3 separate regions of the Drosophila melanogaster genome follow, and all the other regions are linked to region 2. A link is a contact called in public Hi-C data. All regions are on one chromosome and are shown on one strand. The core of a region is the stretch at or near the end of the contact, and the rest is flanking DNA. Distances in the headings are between cores, read along the strand shown.

Region 1 (4,002 bases), core at 816-3,315, 610 kb after region 2:
CAGTTGTTGCAAGCGATGGCCACGGGGTATCGCTGGGTATTTCAGATCGCATAAATTGATATTCTAGTTAAATTGCATGAGGCAAGCCAAGCGGCAAGCGGAGGTGCCACAGAAAGCACTAAGCTTATGATATTACTCTTAAAGGTGCATTGCATTACCTTTCGAAATTCCCATAGAATGCACTTTATAGGTACTCCCTTCGTTGTGGCAAAACCACATTAAGGATCAATGTATCTATGCTTCAATAAAAGTTTATATTCTATAGTTTCCAAGAGAAATCAACTTTAACTACTTAACGGCTGAACGGAAACAATTCCAGAGTATTTAGTGGTTAAATCAATCCATCGCCATCGCTATCTCCCATGGCGGTGCTTAAATTATATTACTAGCCATCAAACGGTCGATTCTAGACCATTAGAAAATAATTTCATTTGCTATTATTTACGCTGGTTGCAGCTTGCAGCTGCCAGTGAACAGAATTTATTATTATGGCCGCACAATGTGTTTAGTTTTATGGCCCAAGACGTGAAGTGTTTATAAGGAGTAGCGGGCAGCAGACTGCATTCCCCGGACTTATTTAATGCGTAATTACAGCGCAAATCTTGTTAAGCAGTCGAAGAAGCTGGGAAAACGAATGGAAAAGCGAAAAAGCGAGATAGTTGGCCCCGAGCATTCTCGAAAAGGCAACACTTTTCCGAGGGCCAAAGGAGCAGTGCTGAGAGGCAGCTTAGTGTTTGCTTCATTGAATTCATAAGCGTCTCGAAAAGTAAATCCCAGTGAACTTTAGCGAAAATCCTTCGCCCGGATAGTGGAAAGAGTGCAGCTAGAAAAAAAAAACCCTCACATAAAAAGCTATGGGGTTAACCGAGGATTTTGCAGCTCCGGTTCCTTCTCCTCGTCCTCCTTCATGACGAGATTCCCTTCCTCTGCAGCGGACAACGGGTCGTCAAAAGTCAATTAACTGCAACACTTGCAACACAACTTCAACTAATTAGCGTGATGCAGCCCCAGGTAAAGAGGTTGGGAAGGAAGGAGAAGAGGGTGCTGCTGTATACGTACATCTTGTACATCTTGTGCATATAAAACCCCCGGGGATCCAGCAGAACACACAAAAATGTGTAGCATGCTTTTGGGCTTGTGGTAAATAAGAATGCACTTAGCGTCGGGTTTCAGATGAGCTTGCTTAGACGGGCGAATGGGTCCTTTTTTGAAGGGGAGCACCGGACTTTAGGAGATGGAAAGATGGAAAGTATGTCATGATGGGAGGAGAGGTTAATTTGGGTTAGTTGTGGCCAACAGGGAATATTATTTACCTCTGGGAAGCTGTAAGAACGAGGATAGAGAATATATTTCGGCAAAACCAATTATGCAGCCATATTGAGCAATTATGAAATGCATATAATAAATATCTCATTTACAAGATTTATCGACAACTTAATTAAGTCATTACTTGAATAAAAGTTATGATACCTCATTTAAAATAGCTATCAAAGCTAATATACTAAATCATAAAAGGATTGTTTTTGGCTTTAAATGGCTTTGTGTTTCACTACTCCCGCTCTTATCATTCCTATGCGAACCCTCGGGGATATTCGATGTTATAAATTATGTCAATAAATTGGAATGAGGAATAGAGTCATAGTGATAAGAGCACGATTAAACAAAGTGATTCAAGCAGTGCTTGAATTAATCAGGAACATATGATATTAATTTGTAGTCATCATGATTTATAACATTGTTATCGAGACCGCCGCTGACGTAGAACTTATAGATACATTTCGGACCCCCTGCTGCAGTTCAATTGTATCTGTTAGCTATATATAGCCATACTTCCCCAGCCAAAACTATAAATATTCGCTTGTGAAACTTCATTCACTCTGCTCCCATACTTTGCTGGCGTTTCTATGGCCAATCATCATCATCATCTGCATTTAATTAGGGTGTCGCTTGTTCCGAACACCTTATCTTATCCACTCCCTTGGAGACATTCCCAAGAAGATGTGCTATCGGGTATCGAGTGATGATAACCACCTGGCGGCAGTACCAAAACTTCGAATGCATCTCCATTTCGAACTCGCGTTCCGCTTGGAGTAGATGTGCTGTAAATTTCCAACCGAATGAGGCTGCCATCGATGGTGGATAACGTGTGGAAGCGTTTCATGGCCATGTTGTCACTTCCGGATTTGTTGGGTAAGACCCTTGCAGGCTCTATTACCCGAAGCTCTTATTTTCCATTTGGCCATCTGGCCACTTCCCAGTCCTCGGCTGTCTGTGGGCCAGTGGCTTCTCCTTGGGTTACTACGCCAAGTCGGCTTATGTGTACGACAACCTGTGGCCTCACTGGTACGCCCTGGTGGGCGGGTTGGTGGCCTTGGCTCTAACCCTGGGCTGGACCCTCAGAAAGCACAAGAAACAGCAGTACAGCTACGATCACTACTATATTATTTTCTATGGGCTTCTCTGCTCGTTGATGGGGAGCTGCTTCATGCTGACTAGACAGCTGGGTGAGTAATCGATGGAATTCGTTTCCCGATAAAATCAGAGAGATGTTTACGAATGTGCTAGGGTTGACATATAAAAAACAGAGACATCTGCAAACCTTTTGGTTAAGTTTTCCATTCTTGTTGCCAGCTGTTAGTTATTACTTCAGCTTCGTGGGATTGAGTGTGCAGTACTTGGCCGGATTTAGTTACGTGAGCCTGCGTTGTGATGCCTCAGGATCACGACCGTCCAGAATCGCTTTGGCCAACTCACTGTATGCCGGAGGAATGGCCACAGGATTTGTGATTTTCAACGAGATGGAACCGCAGCGTAGCGGATTGATTGCTCTGGGAATTAATCTGCTCTTACTCTGCCTGGTTTGTCTAAACGAGCTGCTGCACCATACTGGCTGCATTAACTACAAAGAATCAAGGGATTTGGTGTTTAATCTACTCAACGAGGAGAAGATGGTCTTTCTGCCGCGCCAGGCGATTTTGGCGCAGTTTGTGGACAGAACGGATTACGAACTGAAGGAAAGCCGGCAGTGGCTGGTGCTGATCCTGGGAGGATCGCTGGTGTGCCTCCAGAAGAGCTGCCTTCTCTTCTCACCCACCTACATGCAGCTAACGTGGAGCAGCACGGTGGGCTATTTGCAGCAAACCCAGCTCTATATACCCTTTGTCCTGTACTCGGCTGGCACCAGTTTTGGAGCACTGCTCCTGATGAGATACACCCCCAAGTTGGTGTACCTACTCTTCGGACTTATTCAGATAACTTCGATTGTGGCTCTGCTGTGCATCTACAGCGATGAGCAGTCGGAACACTGTTTCCTGTTCCTCTGCCTCATATACATCACAATGGGTGTGCTTTCGAGCCAGGGAATCCACTGGCTCCTGGAGTGCTCACCCTTTCTCCACACAGAGTTGGCCCTGGCCGCAGGATTCATTCTGCAACTGTGCGTTATGGAGGGCTCCAAATACGAGTCCTACGCCACGGACACATGGATTGCCCTGATAATAGTGAGTGTAATCACTCAGGGACTCACTGCCCTGGCCATTCCTGTGGTGCAGTGGCTCCAGCCGCACTCCGCCAGCCTTGTCGATGTACGCAACCGCCTGCTGGGCATCCGACGGAAGTCGCTGCCCCCGGAGCAGACCCAGTTCTGGCACACCAACCACTTTCTGGCCCACAACAAGCCCGCCAACCAGCTGGAATCCGTGCAGCTGGGCAGGAGCAGGGTCTTTCAGCAGTATCCGATCAGCGGGAGTGACACCGCGGAGAACCACAAAGGCGACAAGTTCTGATAATAAAGTGTTGCACTTTAAACCGCCAAGCGATTGTGTTTTATATATCCCAATCATTACTCAATCTCGGTAGTGCTGTCATTGGATTTGCTCTGTTATTTATATTCATCGCCAGTGTACAGTGGCATCTAAAGTCATTGTCAGATATTCTCTATTTAATACATAAACCTAAACATTTTTCGAAGAAGCAATTTCTTTACGTACCACAAATACACTT
Region 2 (4,098 bases), core at 1,457-3,956:
GAAGTAACCTCGGCTCAGCGTTACGAAAAGCTCTAAATCAATATCAAAAGCAAAACTCTAGCGATGCTCGCTACTAAACACTAATTGCAATCACAATTCCACATTTCCGAGCGGGACGCGATCCGAAAGCGAAGCAAACAAGTGTACTTATAGCCCTAGCGCCTTAGCCCTAGCTTAATGCCCCACAGTATCCCCCGAAACCAAGCTCAGAGAGGAAGATACGTACTAGGCCTAGTTACTTACTTACTCACTCCACAAAACGCTGAAAGCTGAACAGAAATTAACTTAGCCAGTCCATTGAGTTCAGGGCTTTTAGAGTTGCCTCTGCGTCTGTGTTTCTGTATTTCCTACGTTTACACTCTACACCTAAACTTAAGCGTTTTTTAAAACAACTTATTTAGACGTTAGCTATGTACGAAACGAACTATAATATTGTACAATATTATGTATTTGTAAACAAAGATTTTATTATACTGTATGCAACAATGGCAGTCGCTGAACAGGATTCCCCATTCAAGCGATCTTCAAGCTAGTTTCCCCTCAGCATTTATTTACGTGTTTCCGTTTCGCTCAAAGATACCAAAAACGAAGTTTTTCCTTCTTTTATTTTGATTTCCCCTTTTGACCACCCTTTTGTGATAAGCTCTCGTCGTCCTTCTATTTACTTCTGTTTGTAAATGTTTAAACCAATTGTATAAAATATCTAAAATACTTAGCAATAAATGTACGATAAGCTTGACAACTGTTTGCCTCGCCTCGTTTTCTTCGTTGCATGTTTATTGGCCTCTTTCCAACTATATATATCATATATCCGTGCCTCGATTAAGATTTTTATCGTAGAATTAACTAATAACTAAAATCTTCAGTAACATACTTAATCGAGGAATGGTTGTGACAAGCATGGCATGATCTAATGTTTCTTGTTAATAAGTTAGACCCTCGATCTGTGTGACCCGTAACGATTAAGTCCATTCCCTCCAATGAAACCCGCACAGGTGGCAAGAATTCCCGCGGCATTCGCGTCTCCAGCTACGATCCCGACGATCCCAGCTCGGGAGCAGCAGCTGGAGGCATGCAGGCGTCGCAGCCCACCAGCGGTGGATACGATGCGGTGGCCACTGGACCAGGATCTGGCGGCAACGGCGGCAGCAACTGCATGGCCTCAAAGACGCTGGGCAACCAGAGGAAGTTCCAGCCCGGCGGCCAGCGGGTGGCGACCATCAGCCAGAACTACAACGAGAAGACCATGCTGCTGAGCAGCGACGATGAGTACCAGTAGAGGAATGGAGAGATCGGGATCGATGGTCCCACTTATTGTTAACAAAATCGAGTCTTTCGTTCGGATCCGATTCGATTCGTTTCGTTTGGTCTATCCAGTGTGCTGATTCTGTCGCTTGTACAATAATCTTAGGTAGCCTAGCCGAGCAGCATCACACGACCCATTGGGCGGAAGATTAAAGATAACGTAATGATATACCCTGTAAAGTGGGGTGTGTGTGGCTAGAGAAGTGTAGTCTATGGATAAGTTCAGTACAATTTTTTTATTTTAATGGATGCACTTCTGCTTTAACCAATTTGATGATTTATATAGAGAATTTTGAAGCATTATCTATAGACTACAGTGGTCCACCACCCCAATACGACTTAATCTGCGCAAAGGTATTTTGTAATTTTACACCGCATATGTAATTTGATTCGCTTTGATTCCATTTATCTTGTGTACATTTGTCTGACAATTCAATTGTAAAGCGAACCAAAAAAAAAAAAACTGAACAGAAATCAAAACTAGCGAAAACCGAACTGCAAATGCACTTCTTGCGTCTCACGAACCGTCTACAGGCTGCTTCTACAATAAACTGGCGGAAAAGCTGAGGAAAATCTACACACAAATATATTTATAAGCCAAGGCTAATTTTTAAAGCATACTTAACACAATACATAGCTAACCTATAGCGAATTCGTTAGTTGAATGAATGAGACCAGGTCCAGAAACCAGTTTCCAAGTAATAGGACTATTTCCGGGCCCGAAGTGTATAAAAGAATTTTACCCTGTACAGAGAAAACGAGGTGCTCCAGACCATTGGCTGAAATCGGTCTGAAATCGGTCGAGAACAGTATTTTGATATCTAGCCAGGCTTCCCATCAAATTACGTGTGTTTCTGGACCAGCGTGGTGACCGGAACCGGAAGCAGAGCGTAAGAAACGTAGGAAACGTCAAATTATGTATAATTATCGGGGGCAAAGTGAAGGAAAACCAAGGCAGCAACGTTTTTATGTACATTTTTTTCGTTATTAATATGAAATGAGAATAAAGTAAATGTCATAAAGTACTCTAAATCCATTTATGTATATAATATATCCAATGTTTTATTTATGATTGGTAATAATTATTGGTAAGTTAAGGTTTATAGTTTTTATAAGATGCGTTGGTTGTTCAAAAAGGCTTCTTTTGTTAATTATTGTATTCATTAAAGTAAAATTTTTGATTCATTTTAAAATTTAATTATTAAAACCGTTATGTTTAGCATTCAAATTGATCCATCTCTTGTTGCCACCTTTTTTATTGTACATTTAAGAAAGGGTTTAAGTCTGCGGTGGTGTAAGCACTTGGTATTGACGTGTCTAGGCTGAACGGTCCCTTTATCGCGCTCGCTAGTAACTTTGTACATTCCGGCTGCGGCCACACTGCAAAACCCCTTTAAACCGCAGGAATCGCTCGCGTTTTTTGTCGCGGCGTTAAATTTTTTAAAAGAAACCGAAAGAATATTTAACAGTGGACCTGCGAAAAGAATCGATTCGGCCGCGTTCTAAATCTAATGCCAATTGCCGCGATTATCGGCTTATTATTCAGAAAACAAGAGAAACACGCAAGCGAAAAAACGAAGTTGTGCGGAAAAACCAGTTTTCTTTTTGCCCAGCGAGCAGCAGCAGCAACAACAACAACAAGCGCGTAGTTAAAAAACAAGCTAAAATCCTGTTCAGTCCTGAATTAAATGCAACGCGCAAGAAATCAAAAGAAATATGCCAATGAAAGTGTCGTGCAATAAAGCAATAAATTAATCAAAAGAGGAGTACGAAAACGAGATTTTCCCCAGCGATTCCTGCGAACTAAGCTTGTTTTAACCGAACTAACTAAAACGTAAGTACAAGCCAAGTATATGTATACACACACAATCTTGTAAATCGCGGAGTTTTGCTGTTTTCGTGTGGGTTTTGCTATCTTCTCTCCTTTTTCGCCTCCTTTTTGGCCGCCTCTGCGAGTGTGTGTGCGTGTGTGTGTTGTGCAAATGGCAGGTAGAAAAGAAACGGTTGATAAAAAAATCTTTTCAAGGGCGGACGAGAAAAGTCTATTTTTAACCTCCTTTGTGGCTAATTTTATTCGCCATTTCGTTTGATTGCCCTCCGAAAATTAATAGTAACATTTTATGTAATTGGTGGAAGCGGGTGATGGCATGGCATCCCGAGGAAAAATCAATAAATCAGCGCCGCTGCAGCTGTGTTCTCGTCCTGCATGTGTATGCGTGGGCTGTTTTGGAGCCAGCAGGCGTGAATTGGGGTAGGAATCGGACCTCTCTCTCTCCCGCACACTCCGCCCTCTCTTTTATCCTTACCTCTCTCTCGCCTACCCACACATGCATACAGGCTTTTACTATCCGTGTGAGCCGCAAACAACAAATAAGCCGCTATAAGAAAAAAACGCGTATTTTGGCGGTCCCTCCGCCCACTTTTTCCCCCGCCTCCTCCCCAGTGCATTTTCCCCATGCAAACGAGAAAAATCAATAAGAAACCCACTTGGCCGTAAGAGCTGTGAAAATAAAAGTCATCTAAGACCGAATGCAAACATGGAAATCAGTTATTAACCCAATTTGCATATGCGAGAGCATCATCGCACGGACAAAAAGAGAAAATGCCAGCAACTATAGTTAATCAATCAAACCAACACGAAATTCTGCGAACCGCAAATTAAGTGACTCAGTCGAAATTCAAATGCCAACAGCTGTACGCGTTTAAATTTATACGCTTAGCGCACGCTGTTTCTGGACCCCGAGTCAAAAGAACCAAAAGCGTGGGCATTTCGATTTGGCCAAAAGTCAAGTG
Region 3 (4,117 bases), core at 911-3,410, 910 kb after region 2:
TGGGGGTTCCCATTGCTAGACTTTTATTTATATTGCATTGTATTGCAAACTACAAAGTATTATTTTCTGTGTGCTTGACGACAGCACAGTGGGACAAGGTCAATGTGCAGAGCATATATTTAGAGAAGATAGATCATCTGCAAGGGAGTGCCCATTTCGCTTGTTCCCCCACCCAAAGTTCTACCCTCATTTTCCGCCCCACGACACTTGACGCCCATTATAGTACAATTTATTAATAATTAAGATGAATTTCTGTTTTCTCTGCTCTGATGGACGCGAGACACTCGTATTCATGCGCTGTTTGGCAGACGTCCCAGGTGGCGTATGCGCAATTAGTCTGCCCAACTCTTTGACGCAGTCCCCAAGCGCGTGTCAAGGCAGAAAGAAATCTTTGTAATTTAGCACAATTTATCAGGCCGCGATCGCAGAAAGCGAGTGAACAAACGGAGTGGAGCAAATGAAAATGCGCATAGTAATGAAGGGCTCGCCAGAGTGCCGCATCCAGAATACAGCATCTAGCACACAGCATCTCGCATCCAGGAGTTTCGGTTCCAAGAGGGCAGCTAAAAATATATAGACAGTGTCTAGTTTTCTACTCCTGCCTTCACAATTTGGAGGCAACTGCCAACTTACATTTTGCCATAATTTTCCAAACTTGCCTTGTGGGCTGTGGCAAGCGCAGCATCTGAGAAAGCAAACCAAAGGCAACTACAGCAGCCAGACCAGACACTCAGAGAAAAAATGTGTCAACTGGAAAATTAATGTTTGCTTCCTAAGCAAAAAGAAAAAATATATCTTTCAAATATATTTGTCTGATCTTTAACTTTTTGATTAAACCAAACACTTGGCTCTTGGAAATAATATATGTTTTTGGGCAGTTTACTTACCTTTTTTCCCTAACTGTAGCAACAATTACAAAGTGAAGAAATAAAGATGGAAAAGGAGGCGAACGAAGGTTGCTTTTGGACTGCTTCTAACTGGCAGAAGTTGTTGTTTTAGGGGCTTCGCAGGGTCCGCAGCATTTGATCTCCGCCTGGAGATCTTGAACGTGCTCATCTTCCAGCTGCAGGCCTCGCCTTCTGCTGTTGTAAATTGTTTTGTAAATTTGATATACTTGCAGTTTTGTGCTCCGGCTCGCCGCAGTCTACTTCATTATCATTGTTGCAGTTGCTGCTGCTGCTGCAATGCTGCAATGTTGCTGCGGTGCTGTTGATGTTGCTGCTGTACTTGTTCATTAGTCCATGCCCTCGCATCAGTGACAACAGCGGCGGAAAGGGGCAGAAAAACAGCAGTAGCCCGAGCTGTTCATAAACTTCTAAAATCAACTGCGGCCCTCTGTTTTCCCCGTTTGTATCTGTATCTGTATATATATATATCTGCTGCTGTATCTGTATCTGGCCGATGTATCTACAAGCTGCAAGAATGCCTGCTTATTGCTGATTACTTTTATTGCTTCTGTATGTGATTCATTACTTCTCGAGATAAGGTGGCTTGCTGCTCTCGATCCTCTACCTTTTTTCTTAGTTTCTTGGCAGCTATTGAATTTTTAGACAATTACATCATTGTGCCTCAAGTTGCTGAACTTGCATTGGTTTATTTTTAGTGCGACTAAATGAATTTCGCGTTAGGCCTTCTTGGCTGCCTTCTTCTCTTCTCTGGTGATTCATCTCATCAGCTTGGGCAGATGTGGGCCCAGCCCAAAAATTTCGTTGTCCCTTTTTATTTGGTCACATTCCAGTCACGAAGTGTACAGAAAATGTGTGTGTATACAGACGATCGAATTTTTGTTAAGTTTTGGTACCATGTAAAAGTAAGACTTAAAACAGCTTCCTTAACAATAATGTATTTCGAAATAAGAATTGAGTAGTAATTACAAAGAACCATTACTTGTTCAGTTTCATAGCTGATATTTGTCACATTAAAATCACCCTTTTTATAATTTACCCTTTTTCACGGCATGCCCACAATGATCTTGTTTACTACGCTTAGTTTAATTTAAAAAGCCTTCTTAGCTGTCGTCTTGGCAGCTTCGTCTTCCTCCTCGTCGTCGGAGACTCGGAGCTTCGTTTTCCTCGAAGACCCGGCTTTTGAAGAATCCGATCCAATGCGATACGATGCGATCCCGAGTTCCCGACTTCGGCGGTCTGTAAATTTACGAGGCAGTTTCAATCGCGACTTGGAAGCGAGTGGTTCGCACTTCGCAGCGGCAATTCGAGTTTGATTTGAGCTCTCGATTCGCCAGACATTGTTGCTATTGTTATTAGTATGCATTATTACCCGCTGCCGGTTTCAATTGACATTAAAATTGATAAGCGACAACTAAAAATAAAAATAAAACTGGAGGCCCGCTGCGAGTTGCATAAAAAGTAATGCGAAGTGGTTTCCTGAGTTGCATAAACTGTCGAATGCAGCAGGAAGCGAATGGCACTGTTTTTACTTATCTATTATTTTTTGTTTTTTGTTCGCATTCGCTTGGCAGCGGCTGAAAAGAAAAAGTGAAATATGAAATTATGAAAAGCGATATATAAATACCAAAGTGTTTCAAGGCTGGCTATTCCACTTGTGTGCACAAATAAGCACACATACATACGTGACTACCCACCCACCTGTAAATACAAAACTTTCTCAAAGTGCGACTGTCAAAATAAAATAAGATTTGACATGAAATCTCCGAAGTGACCGCAATCTCTTTGGCCATTACAAATCGCGTAGAAAAGAACCAGAACCCACGCAAATGATTCAGAAATAAGTATTTCACTCTGCTCGACACAAAATGTGTTCTGAAATCCGAAAGGCGCATCTGTTTTCACATCTAGTCGCGATGCAAATGTCTATATTAGATGGGAAGATTTTACAAAAAGATGACACAAATTTCTAAGGGGCGCAAAATCAACAATTAGCAATTAATTCCCATAAATCACAAAGAGGCACCCCAGTTGCTCCGTTTGTTGTTGTTGATCGTGCCTTTCTATATTTGGTTTATTTACCTACGTGAGCTGTTTGCATATGTCGCGTCTCTGATAAACCAGGCAAATATAATAAAACCGAAGATGATACAGAGCGCAGTGGAAATGTGGAAACCGCAGCAAATATTTACACTAATTTTGAAAGAGATATATTCCTAAAAGAAGCTGAAAAATATAACATGCTACTAATGAACTACAAAACTCAGAATCAAAAATTATAATACTTATGTCAGTGTTATACATACAGTATAAATTTCGCAAAGGGTTAAGGTTTGCTAAAAGAACTTCTTTGAAATGAAAGTTGCCCATTTGCTGGCTCCCTCGCACGCGCACGCTCTTATCAGACATGACCAACTACTTGACCCAACCAGAACAACAACAATGGCAGCCCGAACAACAACAACAGCGCAACAGCATCATCAGATTGCCAAGAAGAATTCTGCGCAAGTGCAGCAGGTTTGCTCTCTCTTGAAGAGCGAGCTTAAGGCGACTGCGCTCGCCAAAGAGAGCAGCCGAGCGAGCAAGAGAGCGTGGGGGAGAGCAAAAGCTCCCCGCTTTGGGGAGCAGTTTCGCATCGCACCGCTGAGTTTCGCATCGACATTCGCGTTCACGTCTGAGTTCGAAAAGAGGAGCCGAAGAGAGGAGAACGACCGCGAGGCGCAACGGAATACAAAAAGCGGCTGAAGAAACAAAAGAATCCGATCCGAAACAGCTCGCAAAAAACTAAATAGCTGCTAAATAAATAAATAAATAAATAAAGCTCGGGCTATCAGATGTCGGGCCAAGATAAAAATACGCACTAATGGAAATATAAATATAAATATTAATGCAAGCGGCAGTCGCAAAGTGCAAAACGCAGTGGACACCACTTGAAGAAAGGTGTGTGGGTGTGTGAGAATGTTATCCTTAAAACTACGAAACTTTGGATAGGAGTTTGCAATGTTTTGAATGTCACTCATAATTTTTTAAATGTCTTACCAAGCTCTTTTTATTCAAAACAAATTGAACTCAAGCTGAACCGGTACAAAACATTGCAAACCCGAAAACAAAGCTTGGATAAACAAGAAACTAATACATAAATACCTAAAAATATTTGAAAAGAAAGAATCAAAATCTTCGAAGTGTAATGACCAGCTCTTGAAAACACTTTA

The links. A called contact is a pair of places that touch in the nucleus more often than the background predicts.
Region 1: a contact with region 2 is called in a Hi-C map of the Kc167 cell line, with 1.7 times the contacts expected there. A contact is called at or near these places in 2 of 107 Hi-C or Micro-C datasets (the Kc167 cell line and the S2 cell line).
Region 3: a Hi-C map of the Kc167 cell line shows a contact between it and region 2, with 2.6 times the contacts expected there. A contact is called at or near these places in 2 of 107 Hi-C or Micro-C datasets (the Kc167 cell line and the ML-DmBG3-c2 cell line).

The regions. Positions count from the first base shown.
Region 1 is chr3L:2,183,865-2,187,866 of dm6, forward strand. It overlaps CG13810, which reads left to right and starts at 2,066. Exons shown (of 3, transcript NM_139440.3): 1 at 2,066-2,190; 2 at 2,259-2,504; 3 at 2,632-3,812. The coding sequence starts at 2,118. The coding sequence ends at 3,785.
Region 2 is chr3L:1,573,993-1,578,090 of dm6, forward strand. CG13917 reads left to right here and starts at 2,707. Exons shown (of 5, transcript NM_139371.4): 1 at 2,707-3,139. It overlaps Tmep (Transmembrane endosomal protein), which reads left to right. Exons shown (of 8, transcript NM_001299970.1): 8 at 996-2,338. The coding sequence ends at 1,279.
Region 3 is chr3L:2,486,644-2,490,760 of dm6, forward strand. It overlaps CG1146, which reads left to right and starts at 2,161. Exons shown (of 2, transcript NM_167951.2): 1 at 2,161-2,247. All of the region lies in intron 13 of Svil (Supervillin), which reads left to right.